2 separate regions of the Mus musculus genome follow, and region 2 is linked to region 1. A link is a contact called in public HiChIP or PLAC-seq data. All regions are on one chromosome and are shown on one strand. Each heading gives the region's core, a stretch centred on a gene start, on an enhancer-like site or on the middle of the called end of the contact. The rest is flanking DNA. Distances are from core to core; before and after follow the strand shown. Region 1 holds the start of Arl6ip5 (ADP-ribosylation factor-like 6 interacting protein 5). Region 2 overlaps Frmd4b (FERM domain containing 4B).

Region 1 (6,958 bases), core at 2,725-5,224:
ATATAGCTTCTAGGGTGCTCATTAAAGGGGGACGGGGGGGCTGCTACTACTCACTTGAGGCATGCAATCTACTTTGTCCTGCTCTCATTGAACCTTAAGGAAGGCTCATCTGTTACGATCCCCCAGCTACTTTCATCAATAGCACACATTGAGCTAAAAATTCAGTCATAACCAGACAGTGAGAAGAGGAAACTGAGCCTTAGAAATAGAACAAAAATAGCAGAAGAAGGAGAAGAAGAAGAAGAAGAAGAAGAAGAAGAAGAAGAAGAAGAAGAAGAAGAAGAAGAAGAAGAAGAAAGCCTGCAGGGAACCCAGGTTTAATTCCCAGCACCCACACAGTGGCCTTCAACTCGCTGGCACCCAGCACACAAGTGGTGCAAATGTACATGCAGACAACACACCCAAAAGAAGTTCACAAAGATGTCAGTCCTGCATCTGTGTGTCACCATGACTCACCACTTTGACAGCTGACAGCAGACATCGTGAGATCTGCCTAACTGATTAGAAAGAGCCACCTCCTTTTGTTAATAATGACAGTAGTAGTGGCAAGTGGCCGAAATCCTCAGTAGATTTATTTTCTTTACAGTGAAGCACATCATCAAGTATTAGACATCAAGTATTAGACAGACATCCTCCATAGTCTATGGCCAGGCCGAGGAGTTATCAGGATGGTGCTTGCTAAAGCTTAAGTTCCTGTGGAAAAGCCTCAAGAGACTGATTTAAAAAAAAAAAAGTTTATTTATGTGTGTGTGTGTGTGTGTGTGTGTGTGTGTGTGTTCCCACAGAAGCCAGAAAAAAAAAAGTGTCAGTCCTCTTGGAGCTGGAGTTACAGGTAGTTCTGAGCCATGTGATGTGGGTGCTGGGAATTGACCTCTGGTCCTCTGGAAGAGCAGCAAGCACTCTGAGCCACTGAGCCATCTGGTGTGAGAGACTGATGCAGTGAACATCTTTACTCCTACTCCCCCTCCCCCACCTAAAAATAGTGACATAGCTACTAGTAATAGCTCTTAAACGGAGCCTGGGGTAAAGTTGACTCAATCTGTGCTCATTCCCATTTAAAATAGTTGGAGGAAAAGGTAGAGGAATGTAGAGGGAAAAAAAAAAAAAAAAACAACAACAAATAAAACTGATCAAACAGAAACCTACCATAGTCCAACCAGAGACAGAGCACACTCACCATTTTCAGAGAGAGGGAAGGGGCTCAACCTATGAAGAGAAAACAAAACAAAACAATGACAAACACAGTCCTCTTTGGATTCTTCTCCCTTTTTATTTGTAGTAATGAGGGATGAACCTACAGCTCGGTGCATACTAGAAAAAAACCTACCCTGGAGCTATATCCATACCCATTTTCTTTTTGTTTTGAAACAGAGTCTCACTAAGTTATCCAAACAGTTCTGAATTTGCAATCCTCCTGCCTCTATCTGCCAAGGAGCTGGGGGATAGAAACTTGCTTGCACCGCTGTGTTGCGCTGTCTTTGGAGGTTTAATCAAATAAATAAAAATATATAGCCAGCTAATGTGTGTTGAGTATGGATTGCCTGTGATGGAGGAATAAGCACGCTACTATTTCATTCTGACAGCCTTTATTCCTGCAGTTCTGAGAAGTTGGAAGGAGAAAGTTCACTGAAGTTGTCAATGCTCACAGATTTCTCTAACAGGCGCTGGGCTCTGTGTTCTCTCCCCACCAAGGCTTATTTACCCACACTGATGCCTTAAGCTTCGGGAATTCCTCCACGCCCTCTGATTTCCTGTAACTGAATAGAGGCCTGGCAAGGCTCTATTTAGCACTCACCTCAAGGTCTCAGAGTTGAGTATTTCCTGCACTGTAGGCCCTTAGAAGACAGAGCAAGGCAAGCATTTCCCCTTTGTGACTCCCCACTGTGCCTTACCAGCATTAGGAAGGCCTTAGAATACCTGCTAGCAGGGTACTAAGCAGTCTCAACATTTTTCTCCCATTTTATCTATTCAGAGGCAACCACAATGATCAATGACAACAGGACCTGAGATCAACAGCAGCAGGTGTTTATTTTAAAAGTATAGAAAACAGGTTAAAACACTGTAAACATCAACCAGAAAAATTAAGGACTCTGCTAGCTATTTGGTTTGTTTGTTTGTTTGTTTGTTTGTTTGTTTTTGTAATAATGGGGTCTGCACACAGGACCAATGCTGCTCCATGCTAGGCAAGTTTGATCACTGAACTCTATTTCTAGCACTCTTCTCGCTTTTTATGTTGAGCCACAATCTTACCAACTTGCTCCGGCTGGCCTTGAACTCACTTTGTAATCCCTACAAGCCCTGAACTTAAAATTCTCCTGTCTTGGTCTCCGGAATAGGTCTGCCTCACCATGCCAGTTTGTATTATTACTGATAACAGTAAAATCTGTAAATGCTGCATATACTAAACACTTCCCAAACATCCCTCATTTAGCCTCTGTGGCAGATTTTCTACTAACCCCGGTTTACCTAAGAATCAAGGAAGGCTGGGGGAAGTTAAGACATTCCTCCACTGGCCTGGAGAGATGACTCAGAGGTTAAGAGCATTTGCTGTCCTTTCAGAGGACCCAGATTCAAGTCCCAGTTCCCACGTGGCAGCTTAGAATCATCTGTAACTCCAGTTCCAAGAGCTCTGGCACCCTCTTCTGACCTCAGCAGGCACAAAGCATGCGGGTACAGCACATACACAATGCAGGCAAGACATTCATTCACAATAAATTAGTTTTGTTTTGATTTTTTAGGAACTACTTTTCTCCAAAGTAAATTGCTGGAGTCCATTGCCAGGCTATCCTAAACACCAGTGGCAGAAGACATTTTCATAAAGCCCCCAATGATTTCCTCAACTGCCTTTCTAATCAGCTAAACAACTAAGTCTGACTTCGCCTCAAGTATATTTTACTACTCTTTGTTTTAGGGTAAGTTGGTGGTCTTAGTAGAGCACTTTGAGTTTGGTTAAAAATTAACAGTTGCAAATTTAGAAACACTGTTACCTTAGGCACTGCCATCTTAGAAGCCTAGGAGTCAGGGGGATCCTGGACACCACAAGAAAACAACCCACAGCATCAACTAAGCAGGGCTCATAGGCGCTCACAGAAACTGAAGCGGCTAGCACAGGGCCTACGTGTGTCTGTGCTAGGTTCTCTGTGTATGTGTTATGGTTGTGTAGCTTGGTGGTCTTGTAGAAGTTGTTTTCTTAGGTAAATGTTATTTGTTTAATATTGGAATAAAACTAAGAAACCTTTCTGGCCTGGGAAGCCATGTTTCTGCCCAGGAACACAGAGCACCTCCAGCAGCTGTCTGCTTTGAAGCTGCTAAGAGCTCGCTCAGGAAGAAGTGAAGTCATCCGCTTCTATCTATCTTCTATCTATAACGATGGCACAACGGTTCAGTAATTTTGCCACAGGACAGCAGAAATGAAGGGCGAAGAAAAAGGCGAGCTGGCAATCACTTTATTTCAGTTCACTTCAGTCAAACCCTTGCTCCCATTTTTTTTTTTTCTAGTGTGATTTCACACAAAGTGACTCATGAAAATTGCACGCATATGTGGGGAGATTAGCAATACCGGACTTCAGTGACACTGAGGCCGGCTTCCATTCCATTCCACTTATATTGACAGCTGAACAGCTGCTTTTTTTTTTTTTTTTTTTTTTTTTTTTTTTTTTTTTTTCTCCCTTCAGGGCAAAGAACACACACAAGCGATGTGTTTAAAAAGAGATGGTTTGTATTTAAACTGCCAGAGAGAACTGACACCACCTTTAGTTTAGGTAGGGGATTTCCGCTAGTTACTTTTTGTCCTAACATTGGATAAAGCCCACTGCTCTGAGTCACTAACCACTTCCAGCCAATCACAGACAGACCAACACACCCGCCCGCAGCCAATTTTCTGAGCCCTGCCGTGCTTTAACCGCAGAACCAATCCGAAGGACCCGCTGTCATCTTTCATCCAGCTGGTTGTCGCTGCCGCCGCCTCCAGATTCCGAAGGCGAAGCTCGCGAAGCAGAGGAACATGGACGTGAACCTCGCCCCGCTCCGTGCCTGGGACGATTTCTTCCCGGGCTCTGATCGTTTCGCCCGGCCGGACTTCAGGGACATTTCCAAATGGAACAACCGTGTAGTGAGCAATCTGCTCTATTACCAGACCAACTACCTGGTGGTGGCTGCCATGATGATTTCGGTTGTTGGGTAAGTGGGGTCTTCTGCCTGGAGCACCTGTCCAGGGTCAGGACGTAGGGACCACGAGGACAAGATCGCGAAATGCAAGACTAGGTCCACACGGAGCGCCTGCCTCAGGGAAGGGTCTCGGGAAGTGGCCCACCCAGTGGAAACTTGTTCTCAGGGCGAGGCCACAGCTCTCTGAGGTCCCCTTTCTTTCTCTTTTTGCTCTAGAGGCTTGAGCAGGGACCCTGGGAGGGAAGAGGTGAGGAAAACGCTGAGAACTTGGGACAATGAGAACTACCCCCTCCCACGTCCCCGTGCTGAAGATATTCGCCTGTCAGATGTTTGTAGCACAGTGGGTGTTTTAAAAATAAGAAAAAATGTGGTGGTGTTGTAACCTTGTCCTGGGGCTGCCTAGCAAAGCCTGGAGTGACAGGGTGTGGACCCAGGGCTGTGTTTAAGTGGCCTCTCCGGCTAATGTCTGTCTATACTGTACATAGAACTGAGCTTCCGCTCAGGCGGATGCGAGTCTCCTGGTGGCGCATCTTCCCCTGTGAGGTGACTCTGGAAACGAGGCCCCCTGACATTTTCTTTTCCCCTAGAAGTTGCCGGACACGGTCGCTTTAGCTTTGCTCCTTAGCCTGGGGTCTTAAACATCTCTGAAGGCCTTTTCGATGCTGGTTAAGAAGTTTCCTGTGCTAAGTAAGGTTATACGTGAACATTCTGGCGCACATACACGTACACATTTCCGCACCTGTTTCCTGAGAAGCTGTTTTTCCTTGTAGGTTACCCTTTAAAAATGCTTCTTCCACCTTTTAACAAAATAAATGGTTATATTCGCCATTTTATTATCTCTTATACGAATTTAAATAGAAGGTTTTACAAAACACCCTCTTGCCCTAAAAGAAGTCCTTTTCTAAGGTTTCTCTTTCCGAACAAACCCAAAGAGAAAGAGAAGCTGCTAGGGAGAAAAACAAAAAACAATCCCAAAAAGGAGAGAGAAGAGATGCACACTCGGGGCTCTTAGGAAGGGGTGCGTGATAAGGCGCTGTCTTAAGTTGGCCTGAGGTTAGCTGGCTTATTTACTTAGCTACCTCTGGGCACCAGATCCCACGCCAAGCTCTGAGCGCACCAAGATGAATCAGACTTGAATTCTGGCCCAGGGACACATGGCATTTGCTGAGCCTCAAAAGGAGCAAACTCACAGCACGGAGGAGACTGGCAAGCTTCCTCATTTCCAGGCGTGGTTCGGAGTGGTCACCGGTTCTCAAATGTGGGCTCCATGTGAGATCTTAGCTGTGTGTGGCTGAAGGAACTGCCAACTCTGGGGATGGCGTAGTGTGCAGAGGACACAGGCTCTAGCGGACTCTGACTAAACGGGCAGCTGAGCAACCATTAGTCAGGGGAAGAAAGCCAGAGGCAGTTGTTCCTGAACCTGCCCCCAAAACTCTGCTTCTTCCCAGAGGACAGACTTCACAAAGTCGCTTCTTTAAAATAAAATAACTAGCTGGGCACTGCTGGTGCACGCCTTCGATCTCAGCATTTGGGAGGCAGAGGCAGTCGAATCTCTGTGAGTTCAAGGCCAGCTTGGTCTCCAGAGCAAGTATGAGTATAGTTGGGGATACACAGAGAAACCCTATCTTGAAAATCCAACAAAACAAAACCAAAGAACTCTAATAATGGGTTTACATCTCTTGTAAACTTTCATATTCTTTTCTTCCTCTTTGGTGGTTACCTAGTTATGGGGTGGATTATCTTCTCTTAAATAGAAAGGTTTGACACAGACCAATCAAATATACAAGGAAAAAATAAATAAAATCCCCCTCCCCTCACACTCAAAGCATTATATGTCCAGACTCCAGCACAGCCCTGGTCACCTTGTGGCCTTCATAGAACCCATTTTTCACAGTCAGCTCTTAACTAAATATAGCTCTCTCATTATGATCTTAGGCCACTGAACCTGGCAGTCTGGAGTCTTCACCTTTCTCATTTCTATGTCACATAGAACTATTAATTGTTAGCTACGTCTTTGAAGATAAAGAGAAAAGTACCTGTTGTTATATATCTGCAAAGAGCAGGCAAGGCATAGTAGCTTATGCTTATAAACCCAGCACTCCAGAGGCCGAGGCAGGAGGATTGCATGAGTTCCAGACCAACCAGAAACATAAAAATTTCTTTATACCCCAGAATAATTTGAGCCTGTAACCTTAATTTGTTTCTTTTTCTATACATCTCTAAGCACTTTCTAGCTTTCCCCACAAATTCTTCTTTTCTTTCTTTATAACTAATTATAATAAACTTTTATAGAGGGCTCTGTGTGCTAAGTACTTTGCTAAGTACTGTGTGCTGAGTATTTTACTGCATTGTGCCATGCAGTTCCACCACTAAACTATGACTATCTTCATTATTGAACCTGACACTCAGAGAAGTTGAATGACATACTTACAGCCACAGACCCAGGCTTGTCCCTTTAACTACTGTGGCATCTTCCTGAGAGTCAGGAGGTTTAGAATTATAGTGCCTGAAAGGTGGAAGAAATCCAATACCTTTGGGATCAGAGAAGCGTAGCTGATTCTGGAACATTCCCCATTCTAAACAGAACTCTCCTCTTTGGATGCTGCAGAGGATGGGTGGGTCTGGGCACTTCTGGGAACTGCTTATCTGGATCCTCTGCTGGTGGGTAATAGTCTCTCATGAGGAAATGGTCAGTGAGTCCATCCCTGTGGCCAGGCAGCCCCTTGGGGACACTGGATGGCTCTTAAGGTCCTCTATTGTTTTGGATTGGCTTGGCTGAGGATAGACAGGG
Region 2 (6,965 bases), core at 3,877-6,376, 140 kb after region 1:
TGCTGGATACCCTGGGACCTGAGTTACTGGCTGTTGTAAGCCAGCACGTGAGTGCTGAGACTAGCACCCAGGTCCTCTTGAAGAGCAGCAAGTGCTCATAGCCACTGAGCATCTCTCTGGCCACCATAAACTTAGTAATTCACTAAATCTGTCCTGAAATAAGACAGACGTGTTCAAGTCTGACAATTTCCATCTTTGCTAATAAGTGTGTATTACAAGTTTGTGTTTTCTCTGAGATTCAAGGAAGCCCCTAACACACTTGATTCATCCAGGGCTCCAAAGCGCAGTGTTCTTACCGGTAAAGTGGGACAGCAATAATGCCATTGTCCTAGGCCTGCCAGGAGGGTGGAGGAAATAATAAAGCAGCCACGCCAGGCTGCTATTACCTATTCAATGTTACTTGAGACAGACTGGGTTTCAGACAGGGCAGCTACCATATCCATCAATTTGTTTGAAACCAAGTGGTTAAATTCCAAAGCTCTCAGGCATCGCTAATACCTCTTGGCTCATGCAAGTCCTCAGTTCAGCGCCTGACCTCTGGGAGCTGTCTGCTTGCTGTTGCTTTCTCACACTGGTGTAATGAGCCTGGGGTCACTGCTGTTTACCTATGAAACCTAGTTTCCTGGTGCACATAGACACCCTAACCTGGCATCTAGATTCTGCTCTTGCCCCACAACTCTACTTGCTGCTCTCTCTTTGTTCTCCTCAGATCCCCCACAAGAGTTTGCCCCAAACAAGCTCTGCTCAAACTCTTCTTCCAAAATGCCTTTAAGAATAGCAAGCCCCACCCTTCTCGGTTCCCTTCCTGCCAGGGATCCTTCAAAGTACTTAAAGTTAACATTATTGTGACCAGTAGGAAGCCCTGCTCTCAGAAGGCTCATTAGGAGTGGAGAGGGGACTTCTTTTTGCTTTAAATAGCTGACAGCCTGAATTTCCAAGTCAGCCCTTACACCGCAAAGATAACAAAGTGCTTTGGTAACACAACACAGGCAAACAGAGAATTCCGGAAAGCTGACCCGGCTTTATCACTGACCTGCCAGGCCAGCCACAAGCAGGCAAAAGGGGGTTTCGTTTGGTTTTGTTTCTAAGATCCTGAAAGCTGAGGTTACCAAGTAACTAAGTGTTGGGATGCTTCTGTTCGGAAGTGGAAGGACTTAGATTTTCACTTCACTTCTGGGTCAGAATAAGGGTCTGGTTTAACACCTAGCTTCAAATGGAAGGAAATCTTACCAATTTATGGTGGTGCTATAAAAATGTCCCTATTTCCCATGGGAAAGGAACTTCTCTGGATGTCTGAGAGCAATTAACTGAGGGGTGGGGGTGGGGGGGCTCAAGCCTGATTGCCACCAAGTTTCATTACATCATGTGAACTGTGATTTGTCCCCTCCCCACAAATAAATATAAAAAAAATTTTTTAAAAGAAATAAAATCTATCTTAAACACACACACACAAACATGCACACACACACTGGAATAATGTCAGGCTCAGATACACACAGATGTTCACCGCGACATTATTTGCAATCGCTAAAACATGGGCAACAACTCGCATTTGTAACAGGAGAATGGTACACATGTCTATCCATTTAGGCATATATATCGGCAATGCCTGTAATTCCACTAGTGAAAAAGGGGAGGCAGGAGGGTCAGGGGGTCAAGGTCATCTATGACTCTACAGTAAGTTTCAGGCCAGCTTAGGCTACATGAGACACTGTCTAAAAACAACTGCAACCAACAAGCATTCTGATGGTATATCAAAGTGATAATTCCAGAACAACTCCGGTCATCTCACAAATATTAATTCAATCCTTGTACCAACCTATGGCATGCTTACAATTATTACAAGTTGTCTTTCATGTTCCAGGAAACTAAGGTTTGGGGAGGTAAGTTTTTTTTTTTTTCAGATTATGCAGGCAGTACATGGAAGTCTTAGGGTTTGAATGAGCCTGTTGGCCTTGTAGAGGCCAACTGTAGGTCTTTGCTCTAACCATGATGACATGGACTGATCATCATTTTATTTTGCCTGATTTTCCTACATTGGTTCTATTTAAAAAAAAAATGTTTGGCAGAAGAATATACACTGCCCGTCAGGGAGGAGATTAGACAGGGGTGGGTGATGTTGAATTCTTTTCTATTGTCACCTTCAGTGACAGATACTCATGCCTTTTGTTCTTTTTATCAATACTTAATGCCTTTGTAAAGTACACTTTGTAATTTACAGCTCTTCCACTCCACTAACTTCCTCAAGAAAGACCCCAACTCACAGAGGAGGCATGGAAAGAATAAACAGCTCCTTTGGGGTAACCCTGAGAGTTTGTGCGAGGCTCAGTGTATATAAGACTCAGTTTATCATGTTCTCTTCCACTACCTGGTTTGAGATGGACAATTTCAAGAGAGTATGTGACACATCTTCAGCCTTGGGCTCCTCAAGGAAAGTCCTAGAATCTGGTTGAACATAAGGAAGGGCTGGGTAAGACAGAGCTAAGTCAACAATAGCAAACTACCATCTAAAGCCGAAATGTGTACATCCCTCAAGGAAGATCACTCACAGCCTCCATCTGTGTCAGGCCCTGGGCTCTCCCTAAGGAAAGCTGGTGACACCAACCTTTTCTCTTTTGTCTGCCACTGTGTTGTTACTACAGCTTTCATGGACCCACCTTTGTCTCAAAACTCTTCTCAGAAGGAGGCAGGAGACCAGACAAAATTTTGGTGTGGATTAAGAGGAAATTAACCGCTGTCACAGCTGAGGTGGAGTCAGAGCTGACGGCTGCTGACCTTGACCCAGTGACCTTCACATATTTAATTCACAACAGTCCTGTAGGCTAGGCTGCCTTTCACTGATGTGAACACTGAGGCTTACAGTGTCTGATGCCTGCATCCCTCACAGGGTCAGGAGCGGGGAAGGGAGAGTAAACGTTCCACACTACAGAGGCCGAGGCCATCATAAACTGACTTTATGACTGCCCATATAACCACAGACTTTATGGATACACAAAATCATATACATACATGTGCACATATATGTATGAAAGTAGGAGAGGTTGAGAAGATGAGTGGGTTAGAAGTTGGGGGATAACGGTGAGATGAGGGGGTAACAACAAAGCATGACTTACTGCTGTGAAATGGGCGTATGGACTCAATCCTTATGTATAACTAATACACAACAACACACATATACACATATACACACAAACACATACACACAAACATAGGCTCACATAAACACACACACCATATACTCTCAATGAGAGTGAGTGGTGAGTAACTGAATAATGGGGTGTCAAGTGGAAACCCCTGCTCTATCACTCTGAATGTGCATGGTGAGGAGAGTAGATTATTCTTCAAGGACTGGAAGCTGTCAAGCTCTGAAGGCATTATTTTATCAGCCCGTTACTGAGCACAAAGCCTCACTTGGGAAGGCGATCTGTAAATAATCTCTGGGTGAAGCCATCAGAAGTGGAATGTTAGCGTGGCAAAGGCTAGTCTTTCAATGGGTCACAGGCCTGGGCACTGCTTTCCACCAGAGCTCCCCCACCCCCACCCCAGTTTTGACAGTTCCCACTTCTCTACCTACAACCACTGCACAGAAGAGAGAGCACGGGAAGGGGTGAAAACCCACACACTCTCTGCTGATGTGGCCAGCGAGACACTTAACCCTAGTGTCAGCGCAGCAGCAATGCGGCTGCTGGGTCAAGTGTATGAAGGGTGAGGTCCCTTCAGGGCAGCTGCAAAGAAAGGCCCTATTAATCCCTTAACTAAGCAGCTGATGGATTTAATCTGTTTCTGCATATGTTAGAACCCCTTACACACACCATCATTATATGCTTACCAAAAAAAAAGCACCGCACCAGTTAGCAAAGCTTTTCACAGTTTTCTTCGTCTCGGTAACCAACGTGATACTACAATACTGGAAACTTTGGAGGGCTTCTAACTATGGTTTCCTGTCACTCTGCCCTGAAACACTGTGAGAAAGTTTCGTTCTGAGAGTCATTCACAAAAAGAGCAGGTTTCTCCGGGAAGGAAGAGGGAGATCTGAGCAGCCAGTCTCAAATAGGCTTTCTTTTGCTTTTGTGTCCATTATTATTTAAAATAACTCATTCCACAACTGGAGAGCCCCATTCTACACAGTAACATCAGAAAAGAAATCGTTACCTGGTATAATCTCCCTTGCTTTCCTGAAATAAAAATAAAGACATGATCAATATGTATTTATGCTAAGCTCAGTGAATGATTTATTCTTGCTTATTTTCCCCTTCACAGAGACCAGAGCTTTCTGTTAAGAAAGGTGGTTAAGGAGTACCGCCCACAGGCCACTATTGGTAAGAAAATACACGTATATATGAGATGTGTCTTACCCTTAACACAAGAGACTAATATACAAATATATTTTATATATTATATATTCTTCATATATATATATGCAGAAGTACCGATAATCGCTGTGGCATATCTAAGTTCACAGGATAAATACATTTGCACTAAAGTGCCACACTTTTTAGACTCTGACCCAGGTAAATCAACACACACACTATTTACTTTTTAAACAAGTTCAGGAAATGACTTTGCTTTTCAGCTGCCAGTGCCTTTAAGAATTAAAGGTCTCTTTACACAACCTCAAGAAAACGTGTACAAAAAAAGTTGCTAAATTTAAATGAAAATTACAGCTGTTCTAACAACTGCTGCCTCCGGAGTTCAAGTGACTGGGAGTCCTTTTCCAGGAATACGGTCAGAACTCCGTTCCCTTAGTACAGTCTAAACTTCATTATGTCTTAGAAAAATACTATCACATGCTGGTTCATGCAAATAATTTTTAAAAAGAGAAATCAGCAGGCCATATCTTTCACTGATAAGCCATTTACTGGTTTGAAAAATCCATCAGGTTCTGGCTCGACGGAAAAGTTTTACAGTTGCAGACAGTTAGCAAGAAACCAAGGAACAAAAGGGAGCTGGTTAGAGGCAGCGAGTGAACCCTTACCTGCAAAACCAGGGCTGCCAACTTGAAGATGGTCTCACTGTCTACTTCAATTTGCCCCTGTGGGTGGAAGAGGAGAATATCACTGAGTGCAGTCGACCCTGGGCTGGAGCGAGTGGCTGTGGAGCTGAAGAATCTGTCACAGCTTGGCACCTCCACTTTACGGTCAAATGCAGACCATACCACTGCAAGGGAGGGGGGTGAGCAGGGAGACCTCAGGGAGGGATAGGAAGGACCGGAAGAGCCTCTCTCTCCTCTCTCTCTCTCTCTCTCTCTCTCTCTCTCTCTGTTCACTGGGTAGGGACATTTTGCTTAGAAAAGATAAGTAACTTTGAGGCAAAAAAATTCTGACAATTTTTAAATGAATATACTTGACTAATTTTCTTTCACCTCTTGCAAATTAATGTTTAAGGTCTGCAGATTTTTCTATATTTGTTTGTTGTGGGTTTCCCTGAGATAATCTCCCCTCTCTGAGTCACAGCACGGTTACTTCAGCATACACATGGGCAGACGTTATTAAGACATAATTTCACTTCATTGTCAGGAGCATGCGATGGAGTGACTAGTCATGCCATCCTAGCTAAACTGAGAAGTCTTAAACGTCAGTAGCAGGGAAAGCGAGGTCTAGCGTTCTGTAGCTCTGAAGGTTTGATGAACTCACAGTCATCATTTCCCCATCCTTTTACTTCTCCATGTTTCAGGATCCCAGGGAAAATTGGAGTCCTAGGGTTTGATTGACAAGACTGATTTTTTTGTTGTTGTTTGGTTGTTTGTTTGGTCCTGAGACATGCTTAAGTGTGGGTTAAACACTCCTGTGCACCTTCACTCCTTTACATGTGTGACATATGTAAATGGCAGTGCAGCACCGTGTAATATTGCAACCGTAAGCAGGTGTAGAGGAACTCTGAATTTAAGGTCAGGGCACATGACCTTGCAAGGTTCAACACGGGCAGAAACAATGCCCCCGAAGCCCATCCTGCTAAGTGCAAGCCTCACTGCTTGGAAGCACACAGTGTTTAAAGGCCTGGGCATTGCCTGGTACTTTCTCTTCCTCCCTTTTATCTGTTGAACTGGAGCGCTAGCATTTGTTAGTTTATTCCAAATCCATCACGGGGAGTCATTAAATAGTTTCAAGCCAGTGCACAATAGGATGTTTACACAGGGCGTTATACTTGTGAGGGTTTCTGGAAAGATTGAAGTTTTTTCTCCCAGCATGAACTTGGTTAGAGTTCTCCGACAGAATGCAAAGGACAAGGGGGAACCAGAGCTGGTGAGACAGATCAGGAGGTAAGCAAGCCCGGGATCTGAGCTCCAGCCCTGGGACTCAAGAGTTGAGGGAGAGAAGCAGCTCTGTGAAGCTGTCCTGACGTGAGCTCTCCCGTAAGCTCTCCCGTGAGCTCTCCTGTAAGCTCTCCCGCTTCCATCCCCATTAAAACACCAAAAACAAAAACAAAGAAGAGAACGGAAATCCCCAGGGTATTACACTAACAGTGATAATTATATTATCAGTTCCCTTATATTAGGAAAAAAAACCAACTTAATTCACCCATCAAGACCCAGTGGGTCCTCCCTTCTGAAACCCAAGGCAGAAAGAGCTGCTTCAAAGGTTTTGTTCAAGAGCTCACGGATCCCAAGCCCTGGAATTCAAAGCTCCCCCACAATCTCTAGGAACTGATTATAAAATCAAAGAGAAGCCAGGCTGAGCTCAGGAATCAATGGCCCTCTGTCTTCCCAGCAAGACACTGGCTTTCTAATCTGACGGATGACAGTGGGTAATCCACCAGGTGAGGTGGGTGTTGATTGGATTACATTCTCGGAAGGTCAAATTCCTTAAATTCGAACACAGAGAAACTCATGGAGAATGAGGAGAGGAGCGAGCAGAACAACAAATAAAATAAAATAAAATAAAATAAAATAAATCCCTGAGTTGCAAAACAGGCCACACCTCAAAGTTAAAGTCAAATTTGTCTTCACATCTTAGGGATGAGAAAAG

What was found. HiChIP or PLAC-seq counts read pairs in DNA pulled down with a chosen protein or histone mark.
Region 2: a contact with region 1 is called in an H3K27ac HiChIP or PLAC-seq map of extraembryonic endoderm stem cells. The contact joins the enhancer-like site here to the promoter of Arl6ip5 in region 1. A contact is called at or near these places in 1 of 39 promoter capture datasets (liver), 2 of 484 Hi-C or Micro-C datasets (Th1 cells and liver), 6 of 115 datasets of contacts at active chromatin or transcription factors (effector CD8 T cells, embryonic stem cells, extraembryonic endoderm stem cells and 3 more) and 3 of 9 other capture datasets (adipose tissue, liver and pancreatic islet).

What each region holds. Positions count from the first base shown.
Region 1 is chr6:97,206,818-97,213,775 of GRCm38.p6, forward strand. Arl6ip5 (ADP-ribosylation factor-like 6 interacting protein 5) reads left to right here and starts at 3,975. Exons shown (of 3, transcript NM_022992.2): 1 at 3,975-4,179. The coding sequence starts at 4,004.
Region 2 is chr6:97,349,030-97,355,994 of GRCm38.p6, forward strand. It overlaps Frmd4b (FERM domain containing 4B), which reads right to left. Exons shown (of 23, transcript NM_001346637.1): 6 at 4,976-5,032; 7 at 4,153-4,175. Among named protein-coding and RNA genes, the nearest start is that of Gm32191, 100 kb to the left of the region's middle. Within about 2 kb of position 5,127, at least 79 of the 459 cell types and tissues checked have an H3K27ac peak or open chromatin away from gene starts, as enhancers often do. A contact at or near this core is called in Th1 cells, extraembryonic endoderm stem cells, liver and 2 more, where this site is marked.